2 separate regions of the Gossypium hirsutum genome follow, and region 2 is linked to region 1. Evidence: chromatin contacts called from public Hi-C data. All regions are on one chromosome and are shown on one strand. Each heading gives the region's core, a stretch centred on a gene start, on an enhancer-like site or on the middle of the called end of the contact. The rest is flanking DNA. Distances are from core to core; before and after follow the strand shown.

Evidence for each region. Hi-C and Micro-C count contacts between places; a contact is called where the count stands out from the background.
Region 2: a Hi-C map of leaf shows a contact between it and region 1, with 1.5 times the contacts expected there. The contact joins the promoter of LOC107945842 here to the promoter of LOC107928777 in region 1. A contact is called at or near these places in 3 of 34 Hi-C or Micro-C datasets (callus, hypocotyl and leaf).

Annotation. Positions count from the first base shown.
Region 1 is chrA08:76,726,440-76,733,291 of Gossypium_hirsutum_v2.1, reverse strand. LOC107928777 reads right to left here and starts at 4,961. Exons shown (of 1, transcript XM_016860043.2): 1 at 4,013-4,961. The coding sequence starts at 4,961. The coding sequence ends at 4,242. It overlaps LOC107928776 (probable polygalacturonase), which reads left to right. Exons shown (of 5, transcript XM_016860042.2): 2 at 1,273-1,393; 3 at 1,745-1,919; 4 at 2,518-2,588; 5 at 3,227-3,959. The coding sequence ends at 3,867.
Region 2 is chrA08:77,209,869-77,216,662 of Gossypium_hirsutum_v2.1, reverse strand. LOC107945842 (endoglucanase 6) reads right to left here and starts at 1,771. Exons shown (of 9, transcript XM_041074680.1): 1 at 1,217-1,771; 2 at 872-1,084; 3 at 463-663. The coding sequence starts at 1,426.

The DNA.
Region 1 (6,852 bases), core at 3,712-6,211:
TTATTCTTTGTTCACTTTTTTAAAGATTTGGGTTTTGGTTGCATTATAGTGTTAAATATAATAAGTGTAGTTTGTACGATATAGTTGAAATGACTTTTTTATTGCGACACTGTTTGTGGCGAAGATGGTCTCCATGGAAGTGGGTCCTGCAGCATTGTTAAGATATGAGAGAAATATTGTCGGTTGCCATAGTTTAGTTGCATGTGCTTGATATTTTGGGTTTTCTTTTTTCTTTAGTTCTCATTCAATAGCTGGCAGGCATTGTTGTCCAACTTGTTGCCATATCTAGTCTAGATTAATAATATAATGCAGTCCTGTTATAGTGTTGGTGTTATTAATTAAATAATAAAATCATACTCTTCCTAATGGAAAGTAGTAATAGACAATCTGAATGGATGATGTCGCAATAGCTTTCAACTAAGATATTGTTAGATGTTAGAAAAATAAGTGGTTATGGTCATACTTGAAAGGAGTTGTCAGATTTAGGTGTCAGTATCCAATTATGATGTGTATATTCAAAATTTCAAGTCATTTCAAGTTTTTGGGGGTGTTTGGAGAATCATATCCCACACATTGGTTTTTGACTGTTATTTTCTTCTAATCACCAGAGAACCATGTTTTCTATTTAGTTGTCTGAAATCCCTTTCTGCTTGAAGTCTACTGAATGGAGTCATCATGTACTCTACTTGGGTTATAACATGCTGAAAACTAGTCGTAATGGTGGCCTAGTTTATGGGAGAAAATATGGCTATTTGTGGCTGGTTCTGCTTCTCATTTGGTAAACCACCATTTGATTTTCATAAAAGAACTAAATAAAAAATTGATGTCTTATTTGTTTGACGTTATGAAGGCAGCCTCATAGGAGCAGTAGATGGAACTGCCATTAAACGACTTATTAGCAGATTAATAGATCATTTTGTAATGGCATATACATCATGCATCCCGGATCAAGTAAAAACTATGGGTTTTTAGCAGGCCACTGCTACATCCATTTCATTAGGAATTGATGATCGTCTTTGTCCTTTGCAATAACATAATTCTTTTTTTCTTATTTTCTCCCTTGACCACAAAGATGTTCTTATATCAAAGAGATCAATTTATTCTCCACTAGTCTCCTTTTTTCTTTCATCATGCCTATTTGAAGCCCTGTTGAAGCATTTCTCCTAATTTGAAAGTTTTCAGAAACTTCATCGCACTGCTATTCTCTTAATATGGTAAGATTTATTGGAGATGCTTCTTGCATATAATTTTCTTCCTGGATTAATATCTCAGGACACCTCAAATTGGCCTTTAATTGCTCCTTTGCCATCTTATGGAAGGGGAAGGGAGTGCCCTGGAGGAAGATATATGAGCTTTATTCATGGGGATGGACTGGAAGATGTGGTGATAACTGGTAGGTATTTATATCAATGTGGTCGATCATTCTGATAGCTTGCCTCACACATGTTTTAGATATATTTGTTTTGTGTTCTGTTAACCATCATGAGTCATTTAAATATGATGAATCTTATGTTTGAGATACTTATCTATATACTACAAAAGCCTATCATACACTGAGAACAACATGATTTACTGTCATGGATCTTCATGTTGTTTTATCTTACTAAGGTTAATAGCAAGTAATTCAGACTTCTGTAATTTTGCTGGAGAATAATAGCTCCTCACATCTATCATGTCTGTGTTCTATTATCACGGTTCATGTAACTTCAACTTTAATTACCATGATTTGTTTTAACTATAACAGGTGAGAATGGCACAATTGATGGTCAAGGAGATATTTGGTGGAACATGTGGAGGCAGAGGACTCTCCAGTTTACAAGACCAAGTCTCGTTGAACTTGTGAATTCCAGAGGCATGGTCATTTCCAATGTGATTTTTAGAAATTCCCCCTTCTGGAACATTCATCCTGTTTATTGCAGGTAATTTTTGCATTAATTCTTACACCCAAAGATTTACTTCTTGATATAATTTATAAGCCATACAATTATTTGAGAGGTGTGATTTGACTATGTTGTAGATTGGTGTCGCTATAGATTGTTTAAGTCAGTGAGGGTCTTATTTACAATTTGATCATATGATTCTTATCTGTTTAAAAGTTCTAGTCCTCCATTAACAAAACCAATGTTGAACTATTACATGAAAGTCTGCAAGAAAACCCCATTTTTTGTGCAATGAAAATCACAGGAACTCTGCCTTTAAGACAAATTGAATCATTATTGTTGTCCTTTTCTTTTTCAATTTCGTTACATTTCCTCTTCCTTTATGGTGATTTCCAAGCCTTGCATGTTGTCACATTTAACAATAAAGGAGATGAAGGAAAGCAGGTATGCACATTTCAGGGTGCTCCAAAGGTGTTTCTATAGCACAGTTTGTAGCAAGAGTTAATTAGTTGGTAATTGGATTTGCTATTATGATCGCGTTAATTGGTGTAACTTTGTTGGCTGTTCTTGTATTTTTATACTTAGTAAGAATTGCATGTTTAGAATCATAACTTAGATACCTTTTTCTTCTTTGCAGCGATGTTGTTATTCGATATGTTACCATCGTTGCTCCACCTGACTCCCCAAATACTGATGGGATTGATCCAGGTAAAAGAAAGAAAACGGAAGTAATTTTATTTGTTGAATTCATCTTACTTAGGGTTTGATATTCACACTCAAGCAAGCACTTAAGGCAGTTTTGATAATGTTGCACCGCGTGTAAAACTCATATAACTTATTAATTATATGTATTAGTTACATATGTTTTCATAAAACATATACATTTTACATGTATATTTATATTTTATATGGTTACGTCTCGTTTTACTCGGGCGAGCTCTTTTTTTGCGCCTTGCACCCCAGGCTATATAGAGGTCCTAGTGCCTCCAGTGCACCTGGCGCCCTTGACAACATTGATTCTGATGACCCTCTTCCCAAATGTTAGAAAGGAAGTGAAGAAAGGAATTGTTTTTGATTGATTAGGTGTAATTTTCAAATCTGAATGAAATCTAGTGGGATGTTTATCATTTGCTCCTTGCCCTGCATATATATGTTATATTGTAAAAGCTATCGGTTGGAATTTCCTGAAAAATGGCTATGTTCATTAATTGATTCCCATGCTGTAATTAAGAATGAACGCGGTAATATTATGTGAGGGATCAGTTTTTCCGTGTTCATCTGTTTATTGGAATGGAGAAATTTCTTGGAGATTTTAATTATTATACTTTCATGCCTCATTGGTACAGATTCAAGCTCCAATGTCTGTATAGAAGACTCATTCATTTCTACCGGGGATGACCTTGTGGCAGTGAAGAGTGGGTGGGATGAATACGGGATTGCTTATGGACGCCCCAGTTCTTACATCACTGTTCGGCGAGTAACAGGTTCAACCCCATTTGCTGGAGTTGCAGTGGGAAGTGAAACATCTGGAGGAGTGGAGAATGTGTTGGCCGAGAACATAAATCTTTACAACTCCGGAGTTGGTGTTCACATCAAGACTAACATCGGCAGGGGAGGGGTTATAAAGAACATCACAGTGTCTGAACTGTTCATGGAAAACGTCAGAACAGGTATAAAAGTAGCAGGTGACACCGGCGACCACCCTGATAACAATTTTAATCCAAACGCCCTCCCATATGTCAAGGACCTTACGTTAAAGAACATTTGGGGTGTGAATGTCCAGCGAGCAGGTTGGATGCATGGCATCGAGAATGCCACTTTCACCGGCATCTGTCTTTCAAACGTTACCCTCCAGGGCACGACTGGACCAAGACCTCCTTCCTGGAACTGCGATGCCATAAGGGGGGCTGCAATCGAGGTTAGCCCACGGCCATGCGCTGAACTCGCCAGCGTAGAACAGAGTGGTTCATGCGCCAGCCATTCCTAAGATTCATTCATGTTATAAAATATAGTTTTCTACTCTGTTTTTAACCCTTTTATGTCTCTTTTTTATTCTTTAATATTCAGGTTAAACCTTTCCATTGCAACAAGTAAAAAAATTCGTGAAAAACAGAACAACAAAACTAGTGATCTGGCAATATGAAATCTCACAGTGCAGTTACTATAATACAAGGAAAATCATATGGTTCACCATAAACGAGTGCAATCTTATTTACAACCCACAGTAAAGCACACTAAATAGTAAATATGCACGTATACCCTAAGGGCTGGTAACTAGAAAGTGAAAATTTCCCAAATAAACATATAGATAGATACAACACTAGATCACTATGATCATTTTAGATAACGTGCAGGGTATATTCAAAAATGAATAAAATACTTGCGGAACTTCTCCATGAACCCGCCCTCCTGCTCCTCTGTCTCATCCCTTTCTTCCTCTCCACGGTGATGATGGCGGTGGTGATGATGGTGGTGGTGGTGGTGATGCTCTTCCTCATGATCCTCTTCATCATGGTGCTCGTGGTCATGGTCTTCATCATGGTGCTCGTGGTCATGGTGATCTGGCTTCATAAAACCTACATGATGCTTAGACTCGGTGCCATCATCGTCAAAACTGCCCCAGCTGGCCTCGATCTGGCGAACAACACCGCGTGACTCTGGGTCAAAACTTCTCTCGTCGGACAGTATCATGTCGTTGCCGTAAGAAATGAAGCGTTTCTGATGGAAGCGTGGATTCAAAGGCATGAAGCGTTTATGGAAACGGCAGTTGTGCTTGTGACGGAACGGAATCAAGGGACGCCTTGGGAAGTGGCGGTTGACAGGGTTAAAACTGATCTTGGTCAAAGGAACGGAGGCGACGCCGGAGGCATCATCATCGTGCTTGAAGTCGAGTAATTTGGGGGGTTCAAAGTGGGGTTTCTCGCTGGGGAGAAGGATGGCGGATTCGGGGTCGGATTCGGGAAAATCGGTAACGGATTTTTCGGGGGTGACATCATGTTGGGATTCAGATGTGATGAAGCGGGCTTGAGAGAAGGTGAAGAGGAGAAAAGTAAGGGTGAAGAGAAAAGCGAGTCTAGCCATTTTCTTGTAAAAAGGATTTTTGGTGAAGGCATGAAATATGGATTAATATAAGGGGCTGTGTCAGGACCGGTGGTTTTGACTTGGAAACAGGAGGTGGTGCCCGAACCGGTCAATAGGGGTGACCCAACACGTGGCTTTGGAGATTGAATGGAGGACACAGTACTTATTTAATTATTATTTATCAGAATTAATTTAACATAATAATGACATCATGACTAATAAAATACATAATTGGAAGTGTCATCACACCAATTTAATAAATAAAATTATTATATTATTTTAATGTTATAATTTGGATTAATGAGTAATAGTTCCATAAATACTAATTAATATTATTTCAAATGAATTATAAGTAGCAATAGCGAACCAATTAGAAAGTTGAAAACTGGGCAAATCTGACTTTTGGGATTCACTTTACATTTAAAATTTTGGTTTGCTGTCGTATAGGACAATTATGGGTTTGACAAATGTGTTCCAGAAGCTTTTTTTTTTTTTAAAGTTATAAGAAGTACTCTTATGAAATATTATTTTGTGTTTAAGATAATTTGAAATTAATAATAAATTTGTAGTATGTACAAAATTAAAATAAAAATATAATTTAAATTGTGAGTAAAAAAAATTAAATAGGTAATGTACTTTATTTATTTATCATAATTTTGTCATTATGTTAGTGAAAATTTTAATTATAAACTTGTGAAATTAAATCAATGATGCCATATGCTTAAGTAATATTGATAAAACATAAATACAAACTCAAGTGAAAAACTGTGTAATAAAATTAAAATATACAATATTATCAAAACAAAATTTTAATTGAGGTGGTTTAAATCAATATGAAAAATTAAGACTTTACAAATGCGGGTCATAATGGTTTAAATCTCGCTATATATAAAAATGTTTATTGATTTTATTTAAAATATAAATAAGATAAAAATATTATTATAATAATATAAAATATAAAAAAAGTATTTTAATAGTTCTTTTAATTGAATTGAATTAAGAATTTAAATAATAATACAAATATATCAATAAAGTAGAATTAACCAATTAAAATATTATAAATATTTAGTTAAGATCATTACTATTACAACAAAAATATAAATTTAAACATATTTTTTTTCCTTAAAAGAAATTATTAGTATAAAACTTGAAATCAAATACCCAAAAGTTTAGGATTTTGACCTTTCCACTACAAGCCGTGTTCCGTTGGCATGTCTGATTAGTCTTTAAATAAGGGTTGGCCATGTTTGTATTATATTGTGTGTAATGTGGAATTGAATAATTTTTCCAAACTCTGATTTCACATTGAGACAGAAACAACGCGTCAAACTTGACATTCACCAGCAATATTTGATGGCATAATTTTCACACTCCCTATGGTAAAATATTAAAAAATATCTATTTAAAAAAATTAAAATATATGATAATTTGTTAAAATTATTTATGAAATAAGAATAAAGTATATTATTAGTGTGTCGAAACCATTTTTTAAAGGGACGTTTGAAAAATGGGGATCGACTTTTGAAAAACGAAAACAGGAGTTGCCACCAACCTTTTTAGGTGTGATTGGATTACCTTATAAAACGTTTTGGTCTACGAAAATTAAGAAAATAGGTTCGGGAGTCGGTTACGTACGAGGAAGGATTAGCACCCTCGCAACACCCAAAATTGGTACCAAATTGAATAGTTTTCTGTCTTAATGTCAAAAATTTGAAAGGATTTAAAAATAGGATCCCTTTTTTAAAACCGGAATTATTTAAGTTGAAAAAAATCGAGATTCCTTAGCTCCGAAAGAATACAAACATCACATCCAGCATGATAGGACACGATATTCTTAAACTCTCGTAACTGAAATCATCTCGTGATTTACAAAATCTATTTAGAAGGATAC
Region 2 (6,794 bases), core at 522-3,021, 490 kb before region 1:
TTTAATTGAAGCCAAATTTATAAAAATGATAATGATTTTTAAAATTATAAGAGGCAGGTGATGGAACAAACATGCCAAGTATGGGGCGATATAGAATTTAACTATACCCACCTCTTCTACCCATGATCAATTTTAAACCATTAACAAGAATCTGGCGAACGACACCGTTTCACCCAAAAAGTAGCTACTACAACGGTTAAATGGTTTTTATTTTTCCTGGCTCAAAACAGTGGTAGTATTTTTTTAGAAGAAAGAAGTAAACAGAGGTGGTTGTTTTTATTAAATGAAAACTAGGGTTGGGCACGCCAAGTTGCGAAATTGAGGCCGACAAAAGATTGCGTAATAACAACCGTTTTTTCCTATCACCTTATGATAAAAAAGGTTGAGAGTGTAAGCTAACATGCACCGGCAGGTACAATGGTCCCAGCAACGCGAGAAGACACAGACTGCGTAAACGTATACCTGGTAGGCATGGCGAAGAAGCTCGGTGGAATATGCAGGGTTGGAACGGCGGAAGACGATTGAGGCGGCAGCCATGGCGGCGGCAGTTTCACCTGCCAGATCCGACCCCGGATTGCTTGGGTCTATCTTGTAAGCATGACGGTCGGTGGTCATGTCCTCTGGTCTTTGCCAACAGTAGTGGTCACTGTTACCGTCGCCCACCTAAAATGGATCTCACCAAAATTAATTATTTTTAATTGAGTCCTTTTGAGTTTTAGAAGTATTAAATTCAAACTAATATTTTATTAGTAGCCAAGTGTTGCTATCAAGTTTGAGATTTGAAAAAGGGATTTGGACATATTAGTGACAAAATAATGGAGTGTTAAGAATGGCAAGAAACACGAGGAGGGAAGAAGGTCGGGAAGAGTACCTCTCCATAAAGGACATAAGGTTCGGGATGAGCTTTAATGAGGTAGTCAGTGCCCCACTTGATTGCTTCCATCGCATGGCCGAGCTCTCCATTTGCACCCATTTGTTTCCCGTACTCTATAATACTCCAGGACATCATTGTTATGGTGAATGCCATGGGCAGTCCGAACTTCACATTGTCCCCTGCATCGTAGTACCCTCCAACCAGATCCACCTTGAGAATTTGTGAAAACAACTTCAACCATCAATACCATAATTTTCGATTCTAAATGAAGCATGTCAAAGAACAAAAGTGACGTTTTGACCGAGAAAACAAGTTCAAGTTGAGAGTGGAACTTTAACTTACCCCACTGGCCTTGCCGTCATTCAAGCCGGAATTGGCTCTCCACGTAACTCTCTGGTTATGAGGAAGGTAACCAGATCTCTGAGCTTCAAAGAACAGAATGCTCTTGCTCAGAGCTTGGTTATAGTCATGTCCAGCAAAAACAAAAGGAAGAAAAAGCAGCAGAAGTAAAGGAGTCATTTCAATCAGCCTCATCAACTTCTCCATGTACATTCAAACTTATCAAAAGACACAATTCAAGTTTCAAGTTCAAACAAAAACAGATCTCTTTCTGCAGCAGAGTGGGGTTTCCTTCAAGTTTATAAAACTAAAAAGAGAAACCCATTTGGAATCGAACACAAAAAATGCAGTCTAGTAAGAGAAAAAGGTAAAAAAATGTAATGAGTTAAAAGAGGCGATAGAAATGAAAGTGAAGAGAGAAAGAGCAGTGGGATTGGGAATTGGAAGAGGAGCTGAAGCCTCTATATATTGTGGAGTGGAGGGAAGGAAGAGCAAGGGAGATTAAAAATTGTGAATTGAAAGTAGTTTTAATAATAATTGGAGGAGAGGGAAAGAGAAAGAACAAAGTCATGTGGGTGTCCCTGGCGCTTTTAGTCTTTTACTGGGTAGAGTCGGTGCGGATTTAATGGTTCTTTTTGGCAGGGAAACTGCTGCTAAACATGATTAAAAATTAATTTCTGATTTTTACTCTTCTATAAAATTTCTTTTTATGCCTTCTCCACTCCAATAAACTTACATTGTTTGTCACTTGGGAATAATGCCCCTGAAATTAAGGCATGAAGTTTATTACGGCTCCATTAAATCTCTGTTGGGCACAGCATGTGAGAGGGTACCCTGTTGTGGGTTACAAATGGTGGACATAATTGGATTTTGCAAAACTTGGCTACTTGGTTTAAGTTTTGAAATTTGTTCACCCATAATTAATGCAAATTATTTTTATTTTTATTTTTATTTTTATTTTATTTTAAATTAATCATCTGGCTTCTGCAGTCTGCGACCTGTCCGTTTGCGTCTCCTGTCGTATTAGGTATGGGAAAATTGCAAACCCTGGATCATCTTTTACAGATGCTGCCACACTGCTTGATTAGGCCCATTATAGTACATATCTAACCCTAATTATTTTAAACATTTTCTTTTCTTTTTTCTTTTTGAATTGTATTAAATATGATTATTTTAAATATTAACTTAAATCTCTTAAAATATATTTATTTTCTCAATTCTATACTTAAATTTATTTTTATTTTATTTTATCTATTTTGTAATGTTGGATAAAAATATTTGTTAGGTCACTTTGCCCAACGAAAAAAATGTCATAATGATCGACCATTGATCGATGTTAATTGACCATGGTAGGCATTGACTTATTATTGATGGTAATTGACCAGATATTAATTTATCATGAGGTGTTATTAGAATATACCACATGTTTCTTTTATTTTTTTAATATTATATATATTATATTGATTAAAAATGTAAAAAATTATATAATATATAATATATATAAATTTTAAAAAAATTATAATTATTATCATAAACAATAAATTTTAAGGTATAATTTATTGACCACACATAAATCTACATATCTTTGGAGAATGAACTGATGTGAAAATCATAAAGAAAAAGATGCATTATTAATGGATAAATGTAAATGTTATATATTATTGATGAAGGGAGTTGAATGTAACCCTAAATTCTCAACTAAAAGCCATTATTTTGTCCAGCTAAAGAAAAGGGGGGTTGAGGTTTTTATGACGATTGGATGTAGAATTAAAATCTAAATATTAGAGGGAATTTGAATAATTGCTTTAATTATTGAGGAAACTTCTCAGCATCAACCGGAATTGTTGATAATGGTAAGTAGGATTCTCCAAACCCGACAACCCCATTTTTATTTTCTCTTTCTCAAATTAGGAGTCCACCGACGGCATCAGGTAGGCAATATGACAAGAAAATAACAATGGCATCCTTTGTAAAATCAACTGTGCAAGATGTCCATTTTCATTTGGCTATTTTATTTAAAAGGTCAAAAAGAGAGCGCTTAATTCCCAACAGCAATCAACGGTCTCCGCCGGAAATTAACCTTTTTCTTTTTTTTTTTTGGGTTGCCGAAAATATTTTTGTCATCTTGCTTTTGCTTTTGCCCTTTCAAAAAAGTAAAAAAAAGTTTTTTATTTTAGTATCATAAGAAGGTTTTAAAAAACCAAGAGATGTGGACAGTGGAGACGTACGGTATGTAAGTCAAAGAGGCAAGCCTCCGCAATTACCGGCTAACGACGGTTCTATCACGACTTCTGATGGTTCTACCTAGGCAATGCAGTCACCGGCTGTCCGGGTGAGTTAGTTTTTGATCAGCCTCCCTAAGTACACCTGCCCCCCCCAACCCACCAATTTTGTTCCCACTTTGACGTGGCGAAATCCATGTTAAAACAGTAACGTTGGTTATAAATTGAAGGCATAGGCCATCTTCCATAAGTGGAACTCTTGCTTTGCTTTGTTGTTGGTAAAGAATGGGACACAGTCAGCCCGAAACAGTACCACCAACTTTGCTTTTATGGCCTACAAAAATATCTTTTGATAGTATTGTTGCGCAACGCAAGCACAGAATTCAAATTTGCTTTCCTAACTAATAGGGAAGAGATGCCTAATTAAATTAGTTACTGCTTTTATTCAAATATGTTATACTTTGACTACAAATTGTTAGCTTATACTAATACAATTCCACAAACAGTTTACTTCAATTTGGTCTCTTTTTTCTGGCAATTAGAGCTAATTTGTTAGATTGTTATGCACTCAAATTTTGACAAACTCTTTGTTTTAAATGAAGTATTGATTTAGGTTACTCAATATACTAGTTAAACATCATTAAGAGTTTAAATGTTTATTTAGGTGTCATTAAGAATATCAACGTATCTTTGGTAAAAGTATCCCCTGTAGTAGGAGTTGAATTGCATTTTGTCCTTTCTACTCAAAAACTGGGTAAATTAATCATTCTATAATAGATCAAAGAACAATTTAGTCATTTTGTTAAAAATTTTATCCATTTCTACTGTTAAAATTTGGTCCATGTACGTCATTATGAGGTATATATGACATGTTATCAGAGGCGAAGCCAGAAAATTTTTTTAGGGGGGCCGGATGAAATTTTAATTTTTTATAGTTTATATTTTATAACTTGTAAAGGATTAAATTGAATTTTTATAAATTTAGGGGGGCCAAAGTGTAATTTTACCTTTACTAATTTAAAATTTTTAAAAAATTTCAAGGGCCTAAAATAAAATTTTCCATTTTAGGGGGGCCGGGTCCATGCCAGCCCCCTGGCTACGCCCCTGCATGTCGTGTGTCATTGTTTGGTTATTCTGTCAATCACGTTAGTTTTTAACAGTATAAACGAATTAAATTTTTAACAGAAAGTACCAATTTGCTTTTTGATATAATGTATAGAGAATAATTTGCCTATTTTTTAGTAGAGAGAGCAAAACGCAATTTGATTCCTAGTACAAGGGCCTTCACAATACTTTTACCACTTATCGTGATAGGGTTTAGGATAAATATCAAAATTATACATACTTTGATTTAATTTGCAATTGTATAGATGAATTTTAGTTTGGTACAATTATACACGTGAAACTCTAATTGTGGTTCAAATATATAATTGAAACTTTAATTTTAATTTAATCATACACATTTAAAGAAATAAATACATAAATTTATTTTTATATTAGATAAATATAATTATTTATGTATGCAATATATAAACATAAAATAATATTATATCAAGAATTGTGTTAATAATTTACAAGAATTTGATCAAATCAAAATATTATGTATAAAATTATACAAAATTAAAGCTCATGTATACAATTACACGTTAAACCATAAACCATAATTCATATATAGTTTTAATATTTGACACAATCATATAAGTATTTACCTTAAGCTACAATAAAAGTAGAAAATGAGGTGGGGGGTATATAGAATTATACAAGTAAACTGGAAAGGGATATGTGAGAAGAGAGGGCTAAGGATATGTGGTGTGAGATAAATGTCTTATATCTCCCAGCCAGGGTCTCTTTCTTTCATCATATTTGGAATTTGGAACCTCCAATTGAATCTTTTTCTGTAGCTTGATTAATAAATTCCTAAAGCCGCTGCTAAATCATTCTTCACAAGATAAGATTAAAAAAATGTCATTTGATTTTGATCTTTAAACTTACAAAAGTAACATTTCTTTTTTTTTCTTTTTTTCTTTTTTTTTTTTGGTTTTAGGCTCCTTTTGTAAAAACAAAACTTAATTAGTAGGTCTGTATTGCCTCCAATTTTATTTTTTAAACCAAACAAATGGAGGGTTTAAATTCGGGACTAAATCGTAGAAGCCTGAAGAATGGAGGGAGTAGGGGCAGTATTAGACTTTTATAGGATAAGGAAATTATACGGGAGGGCATGAAGCTAACAAAATAATTGTAAATAAACTTATTGAACAGGAAAGCAGAAGGTAATTGAGAAAACCTCAAGGAAATAGTTGAAGCAGCAAGGAATGTCTAAAAAGCAGTGAGACATGAAACTTGCTTCTTCTTTTTTTAATTTACTTTTGAGGCATGAACGCAAAGCAGAATCCTTGGAGATAATGGTGATTGTGTTGACAGGTGAGAGTAAATAGGACACCCACTAGGCAAGGGCACCTATGAATATGATCCCTACACGTATGCAAGAGGACAAAATGCCTTTATAATTTATCCTAGGGGGTTCAAACTCGGGCTTGTGAACATGAAAAGAGAAAATGTGCAGCTTCCTCTGTCCATATTAGAAGAACGATTTGAGTTCAAAATTGATTGACACACTTTCGCACGTGCAAAATAAACCTTTCCAAAGGACAGGTGGTCCTTTGCAGATCTTAGGTGATATATGCATGTCTCCTACTGAGATTGATGGGTGGATAAAGTTTTAATGCCAAGGGTTCTTCCCTTCCCTTATCCCTAGTCTGCTGAGAGGTTCTGATTTGAAGGATATTTTGGGCGTTAACTTTTTCCCCACCCCCACACATTGTTTTATTTATCCAGTAATTTATTAGGTCGTGGTTGAACCATGAAAGAAGAAGGAAGCACCGGAATATCATGAACTCTTTTTCATACCAATACATATAGAAAAGAAAAGAAAAGAAAAGAAAAGGGTGTGTGCCTGTTGGAAAGCGCAAATCAGGGCAGATTGATGTCAAGGTAAATGCGAGGCAATCACGGGTGCGGTCCGCACAAACTCCCCCTTTAATTTATTTCGCCCCTTCCTTATTCTTCCAAATGCGTACCAGATTCTTTGGAGCCGTTGAGATAAAAGTGTTATACGTTTTTTATGACTCCACTAACACTCCAAGTGTTTTCCGCCAATATTGTTTCTTATGCTTTTAATTTCTTCCTTGTTGTATTCAAAAGTGGGAGCTTGATTAACGCTATAACCAAAAGTGATTGAAACATTTACATATAATTATACATCTCATCCACACTCCGACAATTCATTTTTTTGGACGGAATAAGAGCAAGATCTTGCTAAGATTTTCTACCTCATCTACCCATCTATCATTTTTTTTTAA